2 separate regions of the Zea mays genome follow, and region 2 is linked to region 1. A link is a contact called in public Hi-C data. All regions are on one chromosome and are shown on one strand. The core of a region is the stretch at or near the end of the contact, and the rest is flanking DNA. Distances in the headings are between cores, read along the strand shown. Region 1 holds the start of LOC100285229. Region 2 holds the start of LOC103644350 (COP1-interacting protein 7).

Region 1 (5,335 bases), core at 233-2,732:
GTGGCCTATGAAATTACAAATACAACTTTACTCAGAAGCATAGAGGGGCTTTTGCACATTTTCACTAGCATGGATCACCTGTTACTGCAAGGAACTAGGAGGAAAGAATTTACAATCAATTTTCTTGAGCAAGAAGTAGAAACAGCAGCAGCAGCAGCAGCAGCAACAGTAATTCAGTTGAGGAAGAATTAGTAAGTTACCAACCAGTGGCAAGTAATGCAGGTTTTGGGTGCATCATCCCTGATGCATACATGGAAGAAGGGTCTGCAGGCATCGTTCTCTGTGGCATACCAACATCGGGCTTGATGTCCTGAAGATTGATGGAGAGAGTATTAAGGAGTATTGTTGAGTGAGATAATAAGATAGGGTAGAAGGGATATGTTACAAGTTGCTGGTTCCTTGGATGAAGCTGCTGCTGCATAGGCATAGGCCTGAAAGGAGAAAGGGATGGATCATAGTCAGAACAGGGTCATGATAATTAATAGAGTTGATGAGAGTGGTTGTGGGTGGATGAGGTGCACAACAGCTTACCCAGTGTGGCTAGGTGGTGGTGACTTTAGAAGCGCGATCCTGTTTGCGTCTAGGAGATGCTGTGAGGCGTCGGAGTCAATAGGGTTGGGGTTCCTGACTCGGTCTTGCATCATTTTGGACGCGAGGACAGCGGAGACATCGGAGTTGAGGGCATTGATAGAGGCGGGAGGAGAAGCATCTCTTGTAGTGTGGAGGTGGGGGTTGTGTTGGTGCAGCAGCTGCTGGAGCCTCATCTGGTGCTCTCTGGACTAATAAAATAGAATCGAATCGATTGATTGATTGAAGACATGGGGGCACGCAAGTAGTAGAGGATGAGTAGCAGTAGTACACATACATCGTGAAGGGGATGAGGAGGAGGCGCCCCGGTCCCGGCGCCGATTGGCTGCTGTTGCTTGGCGGTGTGGTCGATGAAGGCGGCGGCAGTGGATGTGGATGAGGCTTTGGCGGTGGACGAATGGAAGATGTCCCAGAAGATGGACCACCACTCGAAGAGGAAGCCGCCGGGGGCGTCGATGGCGACGGGGTCGGTGGCGACCTTGCCCTCGGCGATGAAGGCCTTGGCGGTGGCCTGCAGGTTGCGCTTCACCAGGTAGTCATAGATGTAGACGTCGAGCCTGGACGGGATTGGGATTGGGATTGAGATTGAGATCAGGATCAGACAATCATCGTCATAAAATCAAATCGAAATCGAAAGAGAAGGAAGGAAGGAACTCACATCTTATCGGCCTCCCAGTTGGTCCGCGCCATGGATTGATTGATCTCGCGATCGATCCGCGAACCCAAACCAGGTTGCAGCCCACAGGGGAGGGGAGCTACTAGCCACTAGAAGCTAGCTAGCTAGCTAGCACTGGGTGGGGTGAGGGATCGAAGAGGGGGGCGAAGGGGCAGACGACAGCCGTTCCGATTCCGACGAGGGGGTGAGGGGAGGAAGGGAAAAAGGATGGATGGCGGCAGCCGGCAGGCAGGCACAGCAGCGAGGCACAGCAGCGGCCGGCTGGCTGTGTCTGCCTCTGACAGGAGAAATTTGCTATTATGGATGTCTTAAGATGCGGCTTCGACGATTTAGAGGCGTAGGCGAGTGATTCTCTATTATGGAAAACAAGGGACAACCCACACTTCAAAATGGACATGACCACGCCATTACCAGTTTTGAACGGAGATTAGGGCTGTTTAGACAGCCGCCGTCCCAGCGCCGTGAGTGCTCTGCTGCTTTCCCGTCTTCTCCCTTCTCGCTCTTCTCCTTCTCTCAAACGCACCAGAGAGCTCTCGTCTCGGACCGGCTTGAACTCCGCCTCGCCCGTGAGTTTCTCCACCCCCACCCCGCTGTTTTCCCCCCACCGACGGAGAATTTTTGCTGCGGGCCAGGAATTTTTGCTGCGGGCAGAAGAACTTGGGGTGCCTGCCGCGTCGCCCTTGTTCATGCAAGCAGTGGGAGTCGTCACCAGTTTTCCCCCTGAGAAGGTTGCTGCCAAACGTTGTCTAGGACCGGATTGAAGTGCGCCGCCCACCCCGCTGTGTTCCACCCCGATTCGTTGAACTTCTCTGCCCCATTCGTTGAACTTCTCTCCCCCAACCAGATCCAACTCGTCGTGTGTTCCTGGCCCGTTAGTTTCTGATGGATGATTTGGAGCTGTTCAACGACGCGGACATTGGCATTTCTCCCCCCCCCCCAAGGTAGTTAATATTGGTCGACCGTGCTATGATTATTGTACATATAACCATTGGTTTTGTAAATAATGTGTTGAATTACTGTCAGGTCCCACATTGTCTTCACCGCATAGTTCAAGTCCCTTACGTGGTCAGACTGCTAATAAGGTATGTCTCCCTGCAATATTGTAAACTATAGTGAGGTTAGCAAGGTATGTGAATTCAGTTGGTCATGCAGGACAACGATTGGGAATTTTTTGTACTAAGCGATTTTTGGAATGAGGAAGGGAGACGTGATGTTCCAAGTGAGATGCAAATGTATTCTGAACTAGGTCTGAATGAAGAGGACAAGGCAAAGGAAAATCAAAGAGATGAATCCGTTTTAGGTGGTACTAGTAATTTGGATCAATCGGAGCCTATTAATTTTGGAGACAATAGTATAGACCAACCAATGGAGGACTTCCTACCAAATGAGAAGAGGGTTGTGTATGATAAAATGAATCTGTCAATGCAACCTGGTAGTTTGTTTCCCAACATGAAAGAATTTCGAATTGCTATGAGGCAATATGCCATAAAACATGAGTTCGAGCTAGGAATAGAGGTAACTTCGACTACCAGATACGTCGGATATTGTAAAGGTGATGATTGCCATTGGAGGATTTATGCACGGGAAGAAAAGAAAGGTTTACCGACCATTGTGGTATGTTAAATCATACATTTGTACCACAGCTATGTTGTGAATTTATGGTATGTTTGTGTGCATAGTTGTGATTCGACTATTTTTGCAGGTTGCTGTATTGCATGATACGCATACTTGCACATCTAGTGGAAGGAGGAAGACGACTACACCAAGTTGTGGATGGGTAGCTTTTCACGCTTTACCACTTCTTATGAAGAAACCCCAGATGGGTGCCAAGGAATTGAAAGATACACTTCAAGGAATTCACAATGTCACTATTGGGTACGACACAGTTTGGAAGGGCAAGGAGAAGGCATTACAAGAGTTGTTTGGCACTTGGGAGGAGAGTTTCAAGCTCTTATTCTCTTGGCGGGAGGCAGTCCTTGCTAAGGAGCCTGACAGCATTGTAGAGATTGATGTGGTGTTAGAGGATGGGAAGTACTATTTCAACCGTTTCTTTTGTGCCTTAGGACCTTGCATCTCAGGGTTTAGGGATGGTTGTAGACCATACATAAGTGTCGACTCGACCGCACTGAACGGTAGATGGAATGGCCAGCTTGCTTCAGCAACCGGTGTGGATGGCCATAATTGGATGTTTCCTATAGCATTTGGGTTTTTCCAAACTGAGACAGTTGAAAGTTGGATTTGGTTCATGTCCCAATTAAAGAAGGCTGTTGGAGAACATGGAGTACTAGCTATTTGTTCGGACGCTCAAAAAGGCTTAATGCATGCAGTGACACATTGTTTCCCTTATGCTGAGAAGAGAGAGTGCTTCCGACATCTCATGAACAACTATGTCAAAAGCTACTCAGGTTCCGAACACATGTATCCAGCTGCAAGGGCATATAGAAGGGAAGTGTTTGAGCACCATGTCAGCCAAGTAAGAAGTATTCCTAAGATAGCTGAATATTTGGATCAACATCACAAATTTCTTTGGTACAGGAGTGGTTTCGACCCATCTATTAAATGTGATTACATAACAAATAACATGGCTGAGGTCTTTAACAACTGGGTGAAGGATCACAAGGACCTACCTATTTGTGACTTAGCTGATAAGATTCGAGAGATTACCATGGAGTTGTTTCATCGGAGGAGAAAGATAGGGGAAAGACTGCAGGGATTGATCTTGCCATCTGTTATGGCTACACTGAAAGCTCAGACTAGAGGATTGGGCCATTTGACAATTGTAAAAAGTGACAATTACTTGGCAGAGGTGAGGGATAGTACTAATTGTTTGACAAAACATGTGGTGAAGGCAGAGTCGAGACAATGTTCTTGTGAAGAGTGGCAGCACACAGGAAAACCTTGTCAACATGGATTGGCAGTGATTGTTGCCCAGGATGTAAGGAATGTTGGTATGGAGAACTTTGTTGATGAGTATTATTCTGTAGACAAGTTTAGAAAAGCTTACATGGGAAGGATTCAACCTATTGGTGACCGTTCTTTTTGGCCGAAGGTGGATTTTTCAAAGGAGGTATGTGCACCAATGGCTAAAAGAACGGTTGGGCGACAAAGGAAAAACAGAATGAAGAGTTGTCTAGAGGGTGGCAGTGGGACAAAAAGAAAGGTCATACAGAATGCTCAAGGAACAACTAAGATAAAAAGACAATACACTTGTCCAAGCTGTGGTCAACTAGGTCATCGGAAGACCAGTTATAAATGCCCTTTGAATGGAACAAAGAAGAGGTTAAGACTCCATTTATTAATTGACCAATGCTGTAGTGTTTAATTGACCAATGTTTTACTGTTTAATTGACCAATGTTTTACTTTGTAGGAAGAGGAAACCAAGGAAGAATACTACGAAAAATTGGATCCCGAAAGAGTTGCGGACTTCTACATCACAACCTAGTACTTCAAATAAAGATGTAGAAACCGGTGGCCAAGAAGACATCAATGCTGATGCAGAACTAGTGCTTGTTGAAACCGGTGGCGATGAACTAGTGCGTGTTGAAACCGGTGGCCAAGAAGACAGCAATGCTGATGCAGAACTAGTGCTTGTTGAAACCGGTGGCCATGAAGACATGAACACTCATGCAGAACTTGTGCGTGTTGAAACCCCTCTTAGTTCTCCACCCAGAAGTTTGAAGTGGCTTGTGAAGAAAATTACTCCGAGGAAGAAAATGAAGCGTGATGTGCAAAGGGAGTAGCTAGAAAGACATAAAATTCTGGGAGCGTTTGTGAAATCTGTTTGTATCCGTTTGTGAACAATGTAGCTAGATGATGCCAGCCGGAAAAGGTTTGGTCTGTTTAATAGCTAGATGCCAGCAGCAAAAATCTGTTTGTGAACTCTGTTTGGGCTGTTTTCTGGGTGTTGAACAATCTGTAAGCAGATCTAAATGGGTGTGTTGAACAATTTGTTTTCTGGGTGTTAATGTTCTATTAAAAGTTCTGTTTTCTGGGTGTTGAACAATCTGTGGCTGTTTTCAGAAAGTGCTGTTTTCTGGGAAAAAAAGTTATGTTTTCTGGGAAAAACAGGT
Region 2 (5,339 bases), core at 1,194-3,693, 150 kb before region 1:
CGAGTCTCTAGCACTCTGAGCAATTGATCCCTACAAAATATGAAGTATGTGATCAGATGATTGTATGAACAACATTCTATAATGCAGTTAAATTCACCACGAAAATAAAAATACAAACGAATGCTTCTCCAGAGAAAACGCACACATAAAGAAGTCATCCAAAAAGTAAACAGATGATGTAATAGAACAATCAAATGATGATCACGCCAGAAATCTATGCATATCTTCATGAAATGGAGCATATGTTACTCCATAATGAAAATAAGTTCTAGTTAAATCACGGTGGTATCCATGTAGACCAGTTTTACTGCCAATTGTCATCCATGGCATCGTTAAGTACTACATTACAGAAAACAAAACATGCTGCTTTAGACATAGGTACTTTGAATTCTCCTCCTGTGTAGCATCATGATTCTGCAATGGTGGAATTGGTTGTGTACCAGCCTGCCAAGAATATGGAATCTCAGAACATGATAAGCACATATACCATTACTCTTTTGCAGAAAGAAGAGGCAGGTTTATCTGTACAAATTCACCTTGTATGGAACAAGTGCCCTATCTGCATCAGGATTGTAACTTGCCTTACTACCTGTAAGTAGATGGGTCAGGGACATTCAGCAACAGGGCAGAAGAATACAAGAACTGTCGCCAAAACAAGTTGCACCTCAGATTCATCCTTCAAGAAAAATGTAGCTTTTTTAAAGTAGATGAGACTATGAGAGTGATCTCTTCCTAAAATGCACGACGTGATAGCTAGCTCCATCTCAGAATGCATAACTTCCAATGAGCTAGCTAAAGCTAAAACTAAAACAATTAATTTAAGAATCCATATAACTAGGAAAGGTCACTCCATGCATATACATTGGGATTTCCTTGTGCAGCCCAGTATGTTGAAAACAAACTATCTGCCTGTAAAAGATCCAACAGCATTGCCTGATTTTACATTTACACCAAACTTTATAATGATTAAATGCTAAAGTAAATATTGCATAGCAATTTGCCAAGTATCATGGTCCATGAAGATACGGAAAGTTCTTTTTTGGTAACAAATAAACATTGCTCATTACTTAGGTGATAAAACAAAGACTCCACAGATGGCACATATGCTGTTTGTTCTATGACTCGTGGTGAAATAAAGAAATGCTCGTCAGCATTTCACCTTCCATGCAGTCCACCAATTTCCCATTATAGTATTCCACCTAACAAAGCACAAATATGAACATCTCATCTTTCTGATATTAGTATGTTAGTCAAAAGTTATCAGGCATAGATGTCTGCTTACAGATCTCAACCCAAGACTGTCACTGCCCTGGACGGCAATGCCATCCTCGATCTGCAATATCTCAGACTCTATGGTTGTGACCCGCTCCAGGACCTCTGGTGTACTGACAAATCGAACAAACCTGCGAAAGAGAGGGATTCAAATCACCACGTATATTGTCAAAGAACAAATTTGCAAATGACAACCCCTAACAATGGGACGCAAACCAACCTATCCAACGTGCCCCTGGTAAACCAGGGTGCATCAATCTCTGGGTCAGGCTCAAGTGTGATAGAATAGCCTCCCTTGGCAATTTGTTCTTGTGCAACCTTGAGATGGGCGACGAATGGGTTCAGCAGACCAGAGGCTATCTTCTCCTTCCGTCCATTCGCCACCACAACTAAATCACACCTAGAAAAAAGATGGGGAGAAGAGAGAAACAAATCATTTGCGTGGCAGACGGTAAAGCTGCGGCCATAGTACTCGATCAAATTTAGAGCATGAGGACATCAGATCTAGCAGACTAGCACTGCAGTGTTAACCAAGCCAGGCTTGGCAACGCATACGAGGTTAAGGCGAAAGCCGAAAGCTTTGCCGTTTCATGGGGAAATGCCATGCCCGAGCTTCCAGAGCTCGCTCCATTTTTGGCAACACGCCACACACCAGAGCCACAAAAGATGACACATATATATATAATTGACTGGCCAAATTACCAGAGGAAACAAAGAAACATCGCCGGGAGTTACTCGAGCAGATCCGGCAGCTCACCTGGTGCGGGTCGGGGTGAGCTGGAACACCGCCGATTCAAGCCGCGTATCCGGCCTCATTTGCAGAATGGTTCTTGCCGATTCTCCTTATGTGCCAGATCTTGCTGGAAGGAGACGGAGGATTTCAACCGGATTGGATCAGAAGACAGAAGGCGGCCAACCAGAGTGAGTGACGAATTTGGAAGGGAAAATGCAGGTCTCGATGATGCAATCAAAGAAGACGAGTGATCCGAGAAGTCTTGTACGTACGAACCAAATTAAAGAACAAAAGAAGAGATAAATAGGAATTGGAAAGTGAAAATCTGTAGGGGGGAGGGGAGGGGAGGTGGGGTGGGGAGCGCGGGTGGTGGTTGAGTGCAGTGCAGACTGCAGACAGGTTGAGAGAGCTTGCTTTAATTTGTCGCTGCCGCTGCCCGGTTGGTGGAGGTTATTTACATTAAATTTTTTTATTAAAACGGCTGTTTTACCTGCAGCTGTCTATAGAGCAATATAAAAAACAGTAAAAGCCCATATAAATTAAAGTCAAGCGTATATTGTTGTTTATTTTTCAAAACAAAGAAACCTCAAGTGATAATAAATTTGAGACACAATATTTTAGCATAAGCAAGAATAGTGAGAACAGTATCAGTCCTTCGATAGGCAATCATTATGGTTTTGTCCAGCCATATATTACATCAAACGATCGGAATTTATGATGCCCACTAAATATTCTTATTCTGACGGGTAGCCTATAATGCCGATCCAATGTAAACGTACCATAGAAAATAGCATTAGCCAGTGCGTTATAAAGAATGCATACCTGCATCCAGATATTAAAATTTTATAAATTTAAAATATATGAAAAGCGAGCAATTTATTTAGTCCAAATTATTCTCATGAAGCAAATCCATTGTCCAAACATGAAATTAACATGAAGAGATTTTATTTTGTTAGTAAGGACCAGTTATGTATATTATGCTGTGATTATATTAAACCAGGCAAAAAATAGGAATTTTGTTGAAATGTTAAGACCAAAAATATCAGCAGCCTTTCATATGAAAGGAAAGAGATGTACAACAATGACTCACAAAAAGAAATGATTGTAGATCCAAAAGTTAAATATTCTAAACTCACACCGAAGCTATATCCGTTGCCCCCAAAAAGCAAATGTGGAAGTAACACACATAATGAGGTATAGAGGAAACACGTGATACAGAATTCGTTGCATCCTCAATCATTCACTCAAAATTTATCACAAAACTACAAATACTAACTAAATTAATATAGCATGCAAGGGCATAATTTTTAAATTAAGTAGCTTTTCAAGCTGCAAATGATGCCAAAAGAGCAAAAAAACATTCTTTCTATCACAAAAAAGCAATGTAATTAGAACACATATATGTATTAGCATGGTTGAGGTCCCTTTAATTGCTCTGATCATCATAGTTAAGTTTGGACTCAAAATTTTTGTAGCAATAGCCGTACCAAACTCAAGATGCACTATTTCCAAAGCAATCTAATGAATTCCCCATGTTCACCCAAAAATTGATGTTGGTCATCTGTTCTCAAATACTATAGATCAAGAACAAGGCAACACAATTGTGATTTTTTATAGATATTCGTCTCCCGAAGCATTATTTCCACATGGGTATAATGCTCATCAGACGAAGGTCAAGAAGGACATACCTTCATCATTTAATATGTGAATAGTAATGTGAAAGGATAAAGACAGTAACTGCATTTCATTAATTCATACATATTCGCATTTCACAAAACATGTATGAATGTTGACAGTATTAATATTACATTTGTCGGTACCCTAAATCAGGGGTACCCTCTTCTACAGCATGAAGACGCCGCTCCAATACGACGTCCCCTGGCCACGCGGGGGACGACGTCTGACCCCACCGCATGGGCAGACCAAAGGGTGTCACATGGAAAGGAAAGACAACACATCCCAGTAAGTCCGGACCCCCACAGAAGGACACTGGACCCCTATACATATAAGTCCGGAGCCCCCGGGTAGGTCTGAACCTCAGCAGGGTCCCGGAGCGAGGGGGACCCTGGTATGAGCAGGGGTCCGGTGCTAACACGTGTCTGGGCCTTGCCCTCCACTTCCTGCTCAGGCGGAGGCCCGCTGCTTGTGGCCCATGATATAAGCTACCGGGCCGAACCTGGTGTGAAGTCGTGCAGCCCCTCATTTATTGGGAGAAGACATGCCGCCTGCCACTGCGCTGACGGGCGCCGTGTCCTCTCAGCATTTAATGTGTCCCATCCCATCCGCTGGCAGGCGGTGTCAAGGTCATCCAGCAGGCGGCGCGCCTGCTGGGTCTGCTGGCGAACAGTACGACCGTGCCAGGCAGCACACTGTACTCATCATCCCTTCTACAAGAAGCTTCCCCTATACGCCAAGGATACGCAGATCTTGGGCGTCAGGGCGCAAGAAGATTGCCTCGGCAACAGACATTAGTAGGCTCCAAGCACTATATTCTTTATGTCCCTGTGCCCACATGTCGGGGCCCAGTGCCTTTGTGCATGCCCCCCTTCAACTATAAAAGGGGAGGCATGCGACGTTACACACACACGCAATCTTAGGTCACACCTTAGACTCGCAGGCTCACAAGCAATACATCTCACAGTGGAGTAGGGTATTACGCTCCGGCGGCCCGAACCACTCTAAATCCTTGTGTGTTCTTGAGTTCTTCCCATTCATTCCAACGATCAAGCAAAACGCCTAAGCCCCTCCTCATCTCAGGATTTAGGGCGGGTGCACTCCGCCACCCGGCCGGAGATTTACTCTCCGATATTTGGCGCGCCAGGTAGGGGCTAGGCATTAGGTTTTTGCTTGATCCCTTGCCCAAGCATGATGGTGCAGATCATTGAGCACCACGCCGAGACTTCGGTTGACTTTGCGGTGGAGGGAGAAGTTGTTTCCTCCACACCGTAGGTTCCCAGTCGCCCAGCACTAGTCACTCCTACTGTGCACGCCGCACGGCAGCACACGGTAGCACAAACGTCCCGAACTCCATCAAGGGCGTCTCCGGGGGCGTTGTCAGCAGCCAGGGAGTTGTTGCGACACCCTCCAAGCTCCACGGCCTCACCAGGAGCCATGAAGCAATGGTGGGACAACGTCGACCGACTGCTCAGTATGGCGCATTCTACCTTGACCAGGTCGAAGACGCGGTCATCCTGGCGCCAACACGAGGCATCAGCATCTATGCGCTCCCCCTCAGTGAGGGGCGCACAGACCAACGACCTCTGGGCAGAGCTCAACCGCAGGCGTGCGGAGGAGGACGCCCGGTATCCTTGGAAAGGGCGCGCGAGCGCCGCCA

What was found. Hi-C and Micro-C count contacts between places; a contact is called where the count stands out from the background.
Region 2: a contact with region 1 is called in a Hi-C map of endosperm, with 1.8 times the contacts expected there. The contact joins the promoter of LOC103644350 here to the promoter of LOC100285229 in region 1. A contact is called at or near these places in 11 of 25 Hi-C or Micro-C datasets (bundle sheath, ear, endosperm and 3 more).

The regions. Positions count from the first base shown.
Region 1 is chr1:307,314,674-307,320,008 of Zm-B73-REFERENCE-NAM-5.0, reverse strand. It overlaps LOC100285229, which reads right to left and starts at 1,482. Exons shown (of 16, transcript NM_001367215.1): 1 at 1,247-1,482; 2 at 866-1,145; 3 at 532-779; 4 at 386-431; 5 at 205-310. The coding sequence starts at 1,278. LOC109943568 reads left to right here and starts at 1,532. Exons shown (of 5, transcript XM_020547058.3): 1 at 1,532-2,205; 2 at 2,288-2,346; 3 at 2,417-2,878; 4 at 2,967-4,543; 5 at 4,633-5,268. The coding sequence starts at 2,151. The coding sequence ends at 5,005.
Region 2 is chr1:307,466,083-307,471,421 of Zm-B73-REFERENCE-NAM-5.0, reverse strand. It overlaps LOC103644350 (COP1-interacting protein 7), which reads right to left and starts at 2,443. Exons shown (of 13, transcript XM_008667568.3): 1 at 2,030-2,443; 2 at 1,493-1,672; 3 at 1,283-1,403; 4 at 1,160-1,199; 5 at 537-589; 6 at 383-444; 7 at 1-30. The coding sequence starts at 2,088.